Linked DNA regions of Triticum aestivum: region 1 is linked to region 2. A link is a contact called in public Hi-C data. All regions are on one chromosome and are shown on one strand. Each heading gives the region's core, a stretch centred on a gene start, on an enhancer-like site or on the middle of the called end of the contact. The rest is flanking DNA. Distances are from core to core; before and after follow the strand shown.

Evidence for each region. Hi-C and Micro-C count contacts between places; a contact is called where the count stands out from the background.
Region 1: a Hi-C map of leaf shows a contact between it and region 2, with 6 times the contacts expected there. The contact joins the promoter of LOC123070368 here to the promoter of LOC123070363 in region 2. A contact is called at or near these places in 2 of 5 Hi-C or Micro-C datasets (both in leaf).

What each region holds. Positions count from the first base shown.
Region 1 is chr3B:461,637,445-461,644,250 of IWGSC CS RefSeq v2.1, forward strand. It overlaps LOC123070368 (glucan endo-1,3-beta-glucosidase 14), which reads right to left and starts at 4,691. Exons shown (of 3, transcript XM_044493556.1): 1 at 4,044-4,691; 2 at 1,699-2,732; 3 at 1,168-1,607. The coding sequence starts at 4,131. The coding sequence ends at 1,551.
Region 2 is chr3B:461,040,487-461,047,087 of IWGSC CS RefSeq v2.1, forward strand. It overlaps LOC123070363 (KRR1 small subunit processome component homolog), which reads right to left and starts at 2,993. Exons shown (of 12, transcript XM_044493548.1): 1 at 2,673-2,993; 2 at 2,486-2,562; 3 at 2,278-2,388; 4 at 1,986-2,054; 5 at 1,579-1,635; 6 at 1,453-1,491; 7 at 1,231-1,335; 8 at 1,067-1,149; 9 at 894-975; 10 at 37-180. The coding sequence starts at 2,877.

The DNA.
Region 1 (6,806 bases), core at 3,441-5,940, 600 kb after region 2:
ATTCCTCGTGCAAAGGTCAAGTTATTCAGATGGTTAGTCATTTACAATAGGATGTGCACCAACGACAGTTTGAAGAAGTGTAGGTGCCCTAATTGTATTATTTGCTCGTTGTGCAAGTTGCAAACATTAAGAGGAAGGTTAAGCATTGGGCAATCGTGGGAGATAAACATTTGTTTTTTTAGGATCTGAGGATCCGGAGCTAACATTTGTGTATATCAATGCTGCAGAGCAATTCCCTTTATTTTTTGAGAGAAGTCCATATTACAATCTTAAACACTTCGATTTGTCTAAGGTTCAACCCCGAACTCTAAAACCGGCTAAGATTCAACCCTGAACTATCCAAATTGGCCAGGATCAACCATTCTCTCCACTGAACCTGGTTTTCGCTGAGTAGGCCTGATTTTGACCCATTAAACATCCAGTCAGCAGGCACTTCAGTGTTTTTTGCCAAACAGATTTAAAATTAATTTGAAATTACATTTTCAGCCCCATTGGGTGTCAAATTTTGGGCAGAAAATAAAGTATCCATAATTCTTTAGATAATTATACAAATAGATTTTTTTATACCGATCATTCTAAGAAAGCTTCATTTGTTTTGCCCAGAGGTTTAAAATTAACTTGAACTTACATTTTGTCTTGGTCAAATTTTGCCCAAAAAATAAAAGTAAACATAAAAAGATTGAAATAATTCCTTAGAACAACAATAGTATGCTGATCATTCTAGGAAACTTTCAGAGTTTTCTACCAAACATATTTATACATGCAATTACATTTTCAGCCCCAAATTTTGTCCCAAATATGAAAATATCAATAATTTTTTGGAACATTCTGTTGAATATAAAAATATATTGATAATTCTGGGAAAGTTTCAGACATTTTTACTTAACAAAATCAGGAATAGCATTGAATTTCGTTTTCTGCCTGGACTGCCTAAACGCTGACATGGCTGTTGACTCAACGGTCAACGGGTCAAAGCCAGGGTCAGGGGAGAGAAGGGTGAGTCGTAGCCGGTTTTGTTAGTCCAAAGTTGAATCTTATGCGATTTTAGAGGCCGGGGGTTGTAATATGGACTTCTCTCTTGTTTTGTTGTTGTTCCTTATCGTCAAAACCTTGTTACATTTTTCTTAACTGATGGAGGAGACAAATCTTATAGTTTCAAGAAAATCATGTCTGCACTATTGTTTCTCCATTCGCAGGACAAAAACATGTCACATTTTTCTTAGTTAATGGAGGAGACAAATGACTTCCAAGCTTCGGTTAGAGCTAATCTAAAGTGAATAAGAAGCAAGTTGCAAATTCTGAAGGCCACCAGAGCACATCCTGATGGCAATGAATGGCATTGCCAAAATACATCAGTTCTATACCTCAAAAGGAGGGGGATTTACCCTCAAAAAAGAAAAAAGAGGGGGATTTTTTTTACGCATAACCCAAGAGAATGATCATCAACTGTCTTCTTTCAAGGAGTTGATGCACTTTGGCTCAGCTCTGTTCAATCACAGCCATCACCCTTCACCCTTCACCGTCAATAACTCAGTAGTTGATGGATACTGTCATGACAATGCAAAACCGACCGTCGCGATGGCGATGAGTAGGATCGCATGAACCGCCTGTGTAAACACAACCCAGGTGCTGGTTAGTCACGGTCTATGTAAATGCATATGCATGCGCTGATCGAGCAAGCGAATCAAGAAGCCGTACCTGCCGTGCTCCGTGTGAATCCGCCATGGGCGGCAGGTAGCCGCGGAGGCCGACGTTGTAGACCGGCGTGCCGTCGGGGTAGAACAGCCCGTAGTTGCGCTCCGACGCCGGGCCGGGCTTGAGGTTCTCGTTGAAGAGCGCGAACACGTAGACGTCGATGGGCACCGCCGGCCGCAGCGGCGTACCCTGCTTCATCTCTATCCTCCTCAGCAGGTTCCCGATGTACGTCCCGGCGTGCTGCGGCGTGGCGCCGATCTCGTCGGGGTCGCCCCGGGACGGCCACCCGGTCTCGGAGACCTTGACGTCCACGTCCGTGTGCCCCAGCGCCTTGATGGCCGAGTAGACGGCGTCCACCTGCGCGTACAGCATGTTGTCGTAGTTGAGCCCCGTGTTGGGGTCGGTGACGCCGGCGTTGGGCTGGAAGAGCACGTAGTCCAGCGGCACGCGCGCCGGGTCGTCCTTGTAGGCGAAGAACGGGTAGCAGTTGATGAGGAACGGGGCCCTCGTCGCCGACAGGAACTTGAGGAACGGCTGCAGGTGCGACACGGCGCCCGGAGCGAACGTGCCGGCGGAGGGCGGGTAGGAGACGCCCATGATGTCCAGCGAATGCGCGGTGGTGACGTTCACGCGGCCCTGCAGGCCGAGCGCCCCGAGCGCCTGGTGCACGGAGTGCATGGCGGGCAGGAGGCTGGCCTGCAGGACGGTGTCGTTGCCCTTGAACGCCTCGTTGCCCACGGTAATGCAGGTGATGCGCGCCCCGGCGTGGAGGTGCGGCACCACGTGCTGCTGGAGCCACGCCTGCGCCACCGTGGAGCTGACCATTGCCGGGACGTGCTCGTTGCCGATGCCGATCACGAACTCGACGCCCGTGCCGAGGAACGCGCGCAGGACGTGCGGGTCGGCGTCGTAGAGCTTCACCTTGCTGATCTTGATCGACCGGAGCAGCGTCGACACCCGCCCCGGCGCAGGGAGGTTGTTGGCGATCTGCCCGTAGTTGACGCCGATGGACAGGGCATTCGCCACAATCACATGCTCTGCAAAATTAATCGTTGGTCCGTGTCATCCATCAGTCATTTCTACACGGTGATCGGTACTATCGCCGCTGTTAATGTGAAATCCATTCATTTGATTCATCATTTTTCATAATTGCCATAAAAACATAGCGATTTATCAGTGTGTCACTGTCAGTTACCAAGCGTGCTTGTGTAGCCAGCACGAACTCATACCGTATGCCATCAGTGCAAGGCGATCGGAAGAAAAGAATCTATAGGTAGTAATATAATACAAACATACAGTTATATTCAGATGGAGATCGAGAGGGTGCGTGATCCAATGGAAGCAAGATTTCACTGGACCACATGGTCAAGTGGTGTGGCTGAACCCTACCAATAACTAATACCACCATATTAAAATCCAATTATTCCAAAATTCCACGTGCATTACTGGTGAAGTGGTGAACCCTTTACTTTCAACTATCGCCCAAGTTGCGAGCATACTAGATTTAATTAGCTGCAGACTGCGGAATAAGAAATGATAAAAGGCAGCCTTTCGGAGAAACTTTGTGGAGAAAGCAAGCACAGCTCAGGACCAAATCAGATGCGCGAAATTGGGAGAGAAAACAATGGAAATGCCAACGCGGGGTAATATATCATACTCCTATATGCTTGTAAAGAATGAGCCAAAGCTGATGCGTTTTGTTTTTTGTCGAATAACAAATCTCAGCGTATCATTTAAAGTTGACACTTTTTGTCGCCGCAGCCACAGTGGGCGGTGCATTACTTGCGGCATGGAGCGCCAAGATAGGGCCGCCATGTCGCCTCAGCTCAGCTGGGTAGTAGCCAAAACCACCAACACCTAGATATGACTAATCTCAGCAGATGCACCTACCAAATAATCAATGACAATTCCAGCAAATGCAACCACTACTGAAGTATAAGTACGTAGCAGCAAGTGGCGCCACTGATCACAAGTCGGCGGTGACGACTTGCAAAACGGTAACCCGGCCAGTTTATTTCCTGCAAATTTGAAAAGAAACCTCGAACACGGGGAGAAAAATATAGGCAAAATCGCGCAATCAGCAATGACGAAGCCAGGAACGAAATGGGTCGCTCGCAGTTAGAGCTCTAGATTGCCTAATGCCTAACACAATCACGACCAGTTAGAGCTCACCTAGATATAAAATGGACGCGCAACTCAGAAGGATCGAGCAAAAGATGGCCGACGATACATTTGACAAGAACAGAGCACGGAGGCGCTATTTCAGCAGTTGGCACGACGCGCAGGAGCTCTCTAGAGCTAAGATTATACTACATGATTTGGCACGCAGAATGGCGGAAGGAACTCACCTGTGAGGAGGACGGCGAGGACCAGGAGAACTCCGGCGGCCGCAGCGACGGGGGAAGCTGCCCTCGACGCCTCCCGAGCTGCCGCCATCCTTCCGATCCAGCCGCGCGCGTTCCAGGACCAGGGAGAAGAGCCAAGCGGGCAGAAGAAGCTAGGTGGAGAGCAAAAGCTAGCAAGGCCTCCCTGGCCAGGTGTGCTGACCTTATGCTTCACCGTCCGCCGTATCTGTGCGTGTGCCCGTTGGCTTGTGTTCTTCTTGGATCACGCGCGCGAATCGAATGGACTGGCGTAGGATTGACGAGTGGCCTATTTAAGCAGCGGGAGGGAGCCTCGGTTGCTCTGCTGCAATGCTGAGAAGCTAGCGGGTGGTGGTGTGGCTTGACTTGTGCGTACCGGTGGGAAGCACGGAGGAAGACGGTGGGAGGCAAGAGGGATATGACAGTGTGCTACTGCTACCTCCGCGTCGTCGGCTGCAGATCTCTGATCGGTCTTCCGTCTCTTTCAGGTCGCAGCTGCAGGAGCACGGCGTTATGCTGCCGGAGGGAAGCACGGTGGAAGCCGAGCTGGAGGTCACGTACTGTCTGTCCCAAGCTTTCCAACCACCCCGTGCGCTTATTTGCGTTGTGCTGCTGCTTGCAGTGCCAATGCATGGTTGTTGGGCTCTGGTGAGGTGAAAGCATGGGCTGCACCAAGAAGATTTGTGAGCAACTGAGCGGGGCATCTCTAACGACCTGTAAATTTCCTCCCACAGAGGACCACTCCGCATACACTGATGTGGAAGGCCACCGTTCAATTGTAGCCGCATACATTTCAAATTCATTTTCAACAAACCGAATGAAATTCATGCAAACAAGCCCGGATTTCATATCATGACGTAGTTCATACAAATCGGATGAAAACGGTTACATTTTGGACATATTTTCAAGTAAAAAGGTAAAACTATGTGCACGTACGGTCGCACGGACCCCCACTTCCACCACACGGATACACTACACTAGCCCATGGCCAGCCGCAACCGATCCGTTTGTCTTTCCCATGTCCGGCAGCCCGCTAACCGGACTGCCGGGAGTCCCGGAAGCATATTCTTTCCCCGTATCTTCCCTATATCCGGCTACGCCGCTCATCGTAGTGGCAAAGAGGATGATTCAGCCGGAGGAGAAGGGTGCTTCCGTGGAGTTCTGACGGGTGCCCAGGATGGTCCGAGATAAAGAAGAACCAGATAGGTAACGACGGTGGCCTTCCTAGGACTCAGGCGGCGGCGGCCTCCCGTGTTCTACTTCTCCTCGATGATGGCGGTGGACGTACTGGCTGCAACCTAGTCGACATCCGCGCAACTAGCTTCTTTCTCTGCCTGCTTGGCGCGGCTACGCGCGTTGACGACGGATGGCACGGTTGCATGCACTGGAGGCGCGGTACGACGCGTCGTCGTCGACGGTGCCCATGCCGCCATGCTCCCCTTCGTGCCTGCATGGAACAATTAGCCACTTCTCCGCGAGCTGGCTTGGAGAGGCGAGTAGCCGAACCACGCGCCGGCTTGGGCGGCAACTTGCTCCGTCGGGCTAGGCAAGGGAGATGGACCAGCCGAGCTGCCTCGCTCGTATCCACCGGGCTCGGTGGGTCATCGAGCCGACTTTTATGCCGGAGAACTGCTCTTCCTGCTCGTCGGATGTCATCGGAAGAGTGGAGAAAATGCTGGAAGGATGATATGGGGAGCGGCAGGGTGGTGCGATTCTTGCCCAGCGTCTGGCCTCATTTAAATAGAGGGCGGACGAGAGGACCTTGCCCGGTGTTGCGTTGATTTAATGCCGACACGCTCATGAACGGACGTGTGGTCAGAGTAGTTTTTTCGTCTTCCACATGGGTTTAATGGAGGCATTTGAATTCAGCAAGGATGCGTACGTGTTCAGCCGGGAGTGTAGCAGGCGGCGCCCTTGGCCGGCGCGCCGTTCAATGGCGTGCAGTAGGCAATGAGAGGTGACGTCCACCCTGAGTCGCCTTTAATGTGAAGCAGCACGCTCTAAGTGACATGAATGCGGGCAACTGGCAACGAGCGGGAAGCGCGCGTGGGAGGGGAAGGCATTTTTGGTGGGCCAGGGCGGTCAGAAGCGGGCATGATAGCAGTCCGAACTCCCGCAAACCTCCCCATGTTTGTCTTCGGTTTGCGGGAGAAAACACGTCTGAAGCACGCCGCGGACCGCTACATGACCACGTTGGATGCTTTTTGCGGTCCGAACAGTGATCCGGACTAATACGGGAGGTTTGCGTGTTGGTTTTGGAGATGCCCTAAGAGCATCTACAGTCGGACGCTCCAAACCAGTTTCATACGCCCGGGCGGGCCGCCCGGACACTGTCTGGTCATGATTTTTTGACCCAGACAGGCTCCATAAAAGGGCCTCAAACGCCCGGACCGACCGGCGCCCCCCATATCCTGCCCAAATATGGTGCGGATAAGGGGACGCCCGAGCGCACCGGGGCATGCCCGCCACATTGGATCCGACAGCCGGACCCCACCCCAAATTGCACCAAATCCATTCCAAAGACCGGTTGGATCCATTTGCTATCTCCTCTCTTCTTCCTCCTTTGCGTCGTCCATCTTGCGCTCCATCGCCGCGCCCGCTCCGCAGCCATTCCCAGGCTCTCCGCTGCCAGCTCCGGAAGAGTCCTCGCCACGGGGACGTCGTTGCCCTCTCGGACGCCACCGTGGTACGTCCGACAATTCTCCGGCTCCGCCCTTGCACTTGGTGTGTTCGACACATTGTTTGACT
Region 2 (6,601 bases), core at 1,743-4,242:
TGATAAATAAATAAATACACAGAAGGAAAATCTGACCTTCGGTGGAACAAATGCAGCTTCTCTCTTTCTTTTCTTTTCTTCTGATTTCTCTGATTGCTTATCTAGCTTCTCTTGCCATTTCTTAGCTGACTTCTTCTTGTCACTCATGAAATACTCACCACTCTCCAGTTCAAGATCAATCTACATCCAGATTGACAAATTAAGCAATGGTTTCACATAACTAAATAAAACTATCCAGCAGAAATGAACATTTGGAACCCCCCAACAGTACAAGAAAAAAAATATATTGCCTACATGTTTTGCTTCACTCAAATTTAAATGGGGCGTGTTACGCGTTCGCCCAAGCGGCCGAGCGCGCCCCACCATTGCAACACGGATCTTGTTGCAGAATTATTTCTGCAACACATGTCGTGTTGCAGAAATTTTTTGCAACAGTTGTTTTGTCGCATTTTTTTGCAACTGAGTTTTTGTTGCAAAATATTTTTTTGCAACCAAGGTCTTGTTGCAGAAAAATTTCGCAAGAGAAGTTCTGTTGCAAAACGTAGACCACTGCAACACTACATATGTTTCAGAAACATAGCTCCTGTTGCAGAAGCGCGTTCGACAAAGGATGGTATGCAGGCTCTCGCTGGGACACGTGTAACGCAGGGGAGGTGGCGGACGCGGCCGCTGCGATCCGCCGGGTGATGGTAAGAGTTTCCCAATTTAAATAGCTTGGAAAATAACATTAATGAATTATCTGCATAGGATGGACAGCTGCTGATGCTATTAAGACAAGGGTGCAGGACAAGACCGCAAACCACATAACAAGTCATGAATGAACTGGTGAAATCAGTATGGCAAACTGTACAACAACCCTGGAAACAATGAGTGAAACAAACAATTGGCTTTACCTTGCTAGGCTGCTGAGGCGGCGGAAAGGGTGTGTATTGTTTTTTCTCCTTAGTATTGGGCTTCTTTTGCTTGACATTCTTTCTGGAAAACAGAAAATAATGAAGTGTAAGATGCACAATGTACCTTTTAGAGATAGTAACTTCCGAGCAGAAATATGATGCAAGTTCCTTACTTCTTAAAGCTCGGTAGAAACCTGTCCCAACTTTCAGTGGCTAGGGCAGGATTTTTAGCCAGCTCACGTTTAATAAGGAGTTCCTGCTTAGTTTAATAACGCTCCATAAGAAATCATATTTTACATTCCTTAAGAGATTATATCTGAAAAACAAAACAAATCACCTTAATGTGGTACACTGGATGCTTTATGTTCTTTATGCAATCCTCTACAATCCTCCGGACTTGTTTCAGTCCCTTAAAGGAACCCATGGCAGCCACAGTATTTCCCTTTCATGATGGAAAATACGCAAATAATGGCAGTTAATAACACCAAGATACAGAGTTGAAGGAAGTGGACCCACAATGTAACTTTAAATGCAGTGCAAGGTAAGAAATGAAGCACACCTGTACTAAGATGTAGCAGCCAGTCAAAATCTCTATAGCCTGTAGTAACATAAAACATGTTAAGAAAGGGGTGTCTTGTTCTGAAAGAGATTCATCCATATGACAGCAACCATGTGAGATATTTACCTTAAGGGTGGACAGGTTAGGGCCCAAAAGGCGTTCTCTCCTTTTGACAAATCTTTCCTGTGGATAGCACACCGTTAGTTTACTGAAACCATCCAAAAATAGTTTACTGAAGCTACAAGATTACTTCATTAACATTGGCAACAGAGCACAAATAAGTCCTGATGCCACATACTAACAAGTGATTCTCAGTGCAAACTTAATAAGAATAATTACATAATACACTGGATCACAAAAAGAATCCTATGTGATTGGTTTCGTCATTTTACTTTTGGCAATGCAATTGCAAATCTTGTCTTTGCAAAGTTTCTCCTAGCAGAATATTAAGGTAATCAAGATAAAATCAAAGCAATCCCTTCAAACGAACCAAGAGGTACAAAACTGAAGTTGAACAATGAAACAAAGTGTACCTTGTTTCTTATGATGCTACCAATCTTGACAATATCACAGTTCATCTCATCATTGAGCACTTTAATTGCCTGTGGGAAAACACAATAGAAGTTTATAGATGAAACTACTCCTGAACAAGGCGTCAAGGTGTGTTGGTGACCATACAATAGGTGCAGGCAGAAGTAGGCCACAGGTGGCAAAAGTTGGATAGGGAAACCGCCCCCCCTCACAATTTCTATACAGCCGCCACAAGGCATATAATTAATAGGAATTGCATAACAGTTAAGGCTTGGTAACAGAAACAATGCATACTTGGGGTGCAGGGACACTTCGCGACAAGAGCTTTATCAGGTCCCTGGCCTTAAGAATAATGTAGGGGTCCCTGGTCTTCCTGGTGGTGGAAACCGTCATGGATCCCTCCACCTATGCGCAAACCAAGAGAAATACCACAGAATCATGACACTACTTAAGATTAAGAACACTGCGAAGTCCAAACAATCATAACAAGTCAGTGGCATACCAAATTGAGCTCGCATGAGACTCCAAACTCCTTCAGTGCGCCCTTGACGATCGGCCATGTCTCCTGTAGATACTTCTCTGCGCCCCCAAACAACAAGCCGCCTCAATCCACGGATTCGGTGACTAGAAAACTGCAACTAGCTCCTAACGAGCAGCAAGAGAATGAGGGTGAGGGCGGGATTGGGCACCTCGGTATTGGGGGAAGAGGGTGGAGAAGGAGCTGACTTCCAGCAGGCCGCCCTCGTTCCAGGAGGGGTCGAACTTCTCCACCGTCCAGCGGTCGATGTTGGGGTCATCGTCCCACGGCTTCTCCTTCTTGTGCTTCCCCTTCCGCTGCCAGTTCTTCCCCTCCGTACCTTCGGCCGCCGCATTCGCTTCGTCCGCCGACGCCATGACGGCCGGGAGGGATAGGATTTAGGTGGGTTTCGAGGTAAAGGGGCTCGAGGAGGCGGTGGTGTCCAGGCTGCGAATTAGGGTTGACGATTGTACTGCCGCCGACGCGAGGGAAGGAGAGTGAGGGGGGATTAGAGGAGTGGGAGGGTTTGGGCTTGGGCTTGGGCCTTCCGGATTTCGGCCTAGCTGCCCGACGCTCAAAAATTAAAAGCCCAACACTGATGTCTGATATACGTCCGTTCCTTCTCTTTCCACGTGCTCCTTCGCCGTTGTCTAAAAAAAACGTGCTCCTTCGCTGTAGCAGAGGTGGTCCACCGTAGTTCACGTCTTGGACTTAACATTGATGCTTACATTTTTCTGAATTTATTTCCTGGTTTTCGGTAATGTGAGTTCAGTTGGAGGAGACGTTTTCGTCGACTACGAAAACGTGTGTGACGACTTCGTCAATCTTAAGATGATGTGCCGGTTCAGTCTCTCGAAGGTGTTCATAGAGGTAGGATGTGCGTGTGTGCGTGCATTCACAAGAGTGAGTGTATATGAGTGATTTTGATTGTACTATGTTAAAAAAAAGGTGGCGGTGGCGCACGTAGGTCGCGAGAAATTAGAAGGAACGGGAGGAGGAAGATGCGATAAAGAGTGGAGATGAACGACACCAAGAAGGGCATCTGTGTGGGCAAGAGAACGACGGTAGCAGCGCCGAAGGCGCACCTATGGCTTGTTAGAGAGAGGGGTTGGGAGGGGAACGGATGCGGCCTAGTATTTATTTTCACTAAATGACCCTCCAAGAAACTTAATCCACTCTCTTACCCCCAAAAGTTATTTTAGAATTTGGGCCCCTCATTTGCACCTAACCATCAGGCGCTTGCTATACATGTGAAGGCGCCTTATGTCAAGGTGTCTTTGACCTCCCCTGGCCCACGGTCGTTAGTTTGTGTCGCCAGTGTGGCACTTACTTGCCCCGGCTGATGGAAAGGCGCAATATCAATATTGGTTGTGGCGACAAATCGCTAGGCGCCTTTCACAATTTTCATGCCTTTTATTATGCACCTTTCACGGCTTGTACGTCTTTTATTAGGCGCCTTTGCAACTCGCCATGTCTTTGTATTAGGTAGTTTTCATTTACATATATTGGCACCTCGGACGTTTTTCTTGGCTACCACCATAGTGATATGGATCCTCTAAGTGCATCTAGTTGTTCTTGTCATGGTATTCAGTATCATTTCTTAACTAGTCTGGTTGTTTGTCGTGTCACATAAAAGTTGTCAGTCTCAAACATATTGTTTCGTAATTGGGGCTAAACATCTACAGTCTTCAATGGTCAAACTGATAGACGTGTATAGTAATTTGAACCCTCTGTTCTTTAATACCTGTCCCTACAATAGTTTCATGCCCCGTAAAAGCCCCAGGTCTGGCCCTCGCATCTTCCCCTCTGCATCACTACCTAGGATGAAGGTCGTCATTCCCCGCCGCCATATGTATTTGTAAGGTATCCATTTGGCAGTCACTTCCTTTTGTCAAATCTTTACTCTTTCCAGTCGTCAGCGGCTCCTGCTCTTGAAGTAACACCACCGAGGGCTCCCTTCATATCTGTATGTAGGTAAGTGCTTCTAGCGTTATGGGTGATCTCCCCTGAAGATCAGCATATTGTGAAAGTGAATCAGGTCACCTTTGTGTGTAGAAATCAACTTGAATTCTAACATTGTGACCCCTTTGTTGTAGTGTGAATGTTTTAGAATCTGTTTGAAGTAAGGTTGTAGAATTTGTTTGAAGTAAGGATGTAGTTTAAATTTGTTTGATGTCTTGTCTTGTATTGTATAGGGCTATGGAAAATTATTCTCCGGATCATACCATGGTTAGCATCTCCGAGTCAGATCCGGAGGCAGACTCTTCTGGCTTTGATTTTGGAAGGCCTACTCATCGTGCCAAGCGTCATTCTTTCTTCCACTCTAGGTCCACTTCTGAAAGGTAAATCAGAAAGTGGTCATTGCTACAAGTCTGTTCCGAAAAAATGGAAGGAGAAAGAAACACATAAGTAGCTGAAAGGTGGGAGCAAAGATGTGAATCACCTGGAGAAAAAGACGATGGACAAGGCAACTGTTGCTGAGGGAATAGTCATGAGCAACAAGAATTCACACCGTCCCAGCGAAGCCCAGAAATTTTTATGCGAGATGGATGAAGAAACGTTCGAGCCCACTCATTTAGTACTACCAAACAAGGTTGGAGCAAGGATGTTCAAAACCATTAATGGTAAGCACCTAGCGGTGAACCTGAGGGTTGGTCGAAGTTGCATCTGGGACGTGGAGGTGAAGAAGTCAGAGAAAACTATGTACCTTGATGAAGCCTTGATTTCATCAACGGTCAGAAGCTGAAGCCAGGATTCATTCTCCACTTCGAGTTGGCCCTCAAGTTTGTGAGGGAAGTAACCATCTTCGACAAGTCGATGGTTGAGACTCCTCTAAAATGTTTGGAATGTGGTGAGTGAAGTCAGCAATTTCTCTGCAATGTGGTTGAGCTATCTTAGATTATGTATTTCGCTTGTTCATCAACTGAAAGTTAAGACTTTGTGTTGGTCTTTCTGACTATTATGTCATGTTGTGTTACTTGTGTTGTATTACGTTTTGTACATGCTCTAAGTGTTGTTTATTTCTTCAAGGTAGGCCCTATGTCTGCCCTACGGACGACCAGGCGATGAGGTCTGATGTTGAAAGTGCTTAGTGGCAGCGCGCGTTGTCTGGAAACATATATCTTTTTGATCAGATGTTGAATTGAAACCCCGTGATGTTAGTGTGGGTCATGGCAAGCCCCCTTTGCCTACAACTCTGAATTGTATATTTTGATCAGGGGTTCAAACCTTGTTGTTATGTACTCTGAACTGTTTTTTTTTTTTTTTTTGCGAATACTGAACTGTATATTTTGATGAGGAGTACTCGTTAGTATGTTGTTTAGGTTTGATGTGTACCATTTCGGTTGTCAGCAAACCAAATATCAAGGTGACAAGCAGAAACTACCTAATACACCGTACAATTGCCGTGGATAATGCAAGATAAACCCATTTTATTTTGTCTTTCTGGTCCAACTCAATACAACACAAGGTTTGAACATGTCTGTGTCTTTTGGTTGACTGCAAAATTTTAGATAAAAAAAAGGACAAGTGTGACCTTTGTTGAAAACAAGCTGAGTATATATATAAAAAAACTTTTGAGAGCACTCAACGTTGTCTCTTTTACTGGGAAGCATCAATGTACCATTTTGCATGAATTTTTTCATAGCAGACACTAAAATGAACCGGCACAAACAGGGTTTCTTTTTTCTGTTTTTTATTTTACTGCTCGTCCCAAAATACCTTCTTTTGGAGTCTTCACCTTTTCTCTTTTTGAGATGAAGTTGGAGCCTACCCCACTCTATTGAAATTTGTTTTTTCGTTCTTTCTCTGTTGTGAGTACACATTATAGACAGAAAATAGTTGCTACACGTTGGCAGTGCAGAATTTCGTTCTTTCTCTACATTGATTGTAATGACATCTTATATTATAGGACGGAGAGAGTACAATATTGTTGATCCCTTTAAATGAGCTTTTTGCAAAGCACATAGTCAATAGTTCCTTCCGAAAAAAAAGGAAAAAATAGGTCGGAACTTTCATTTTTCATTCATTCCCTGTACAGCGTGGTAGTCCTTCCTAAAACATGAGGACAAGTCATGTGCCGTTTGACGGTTTAATGTGTGA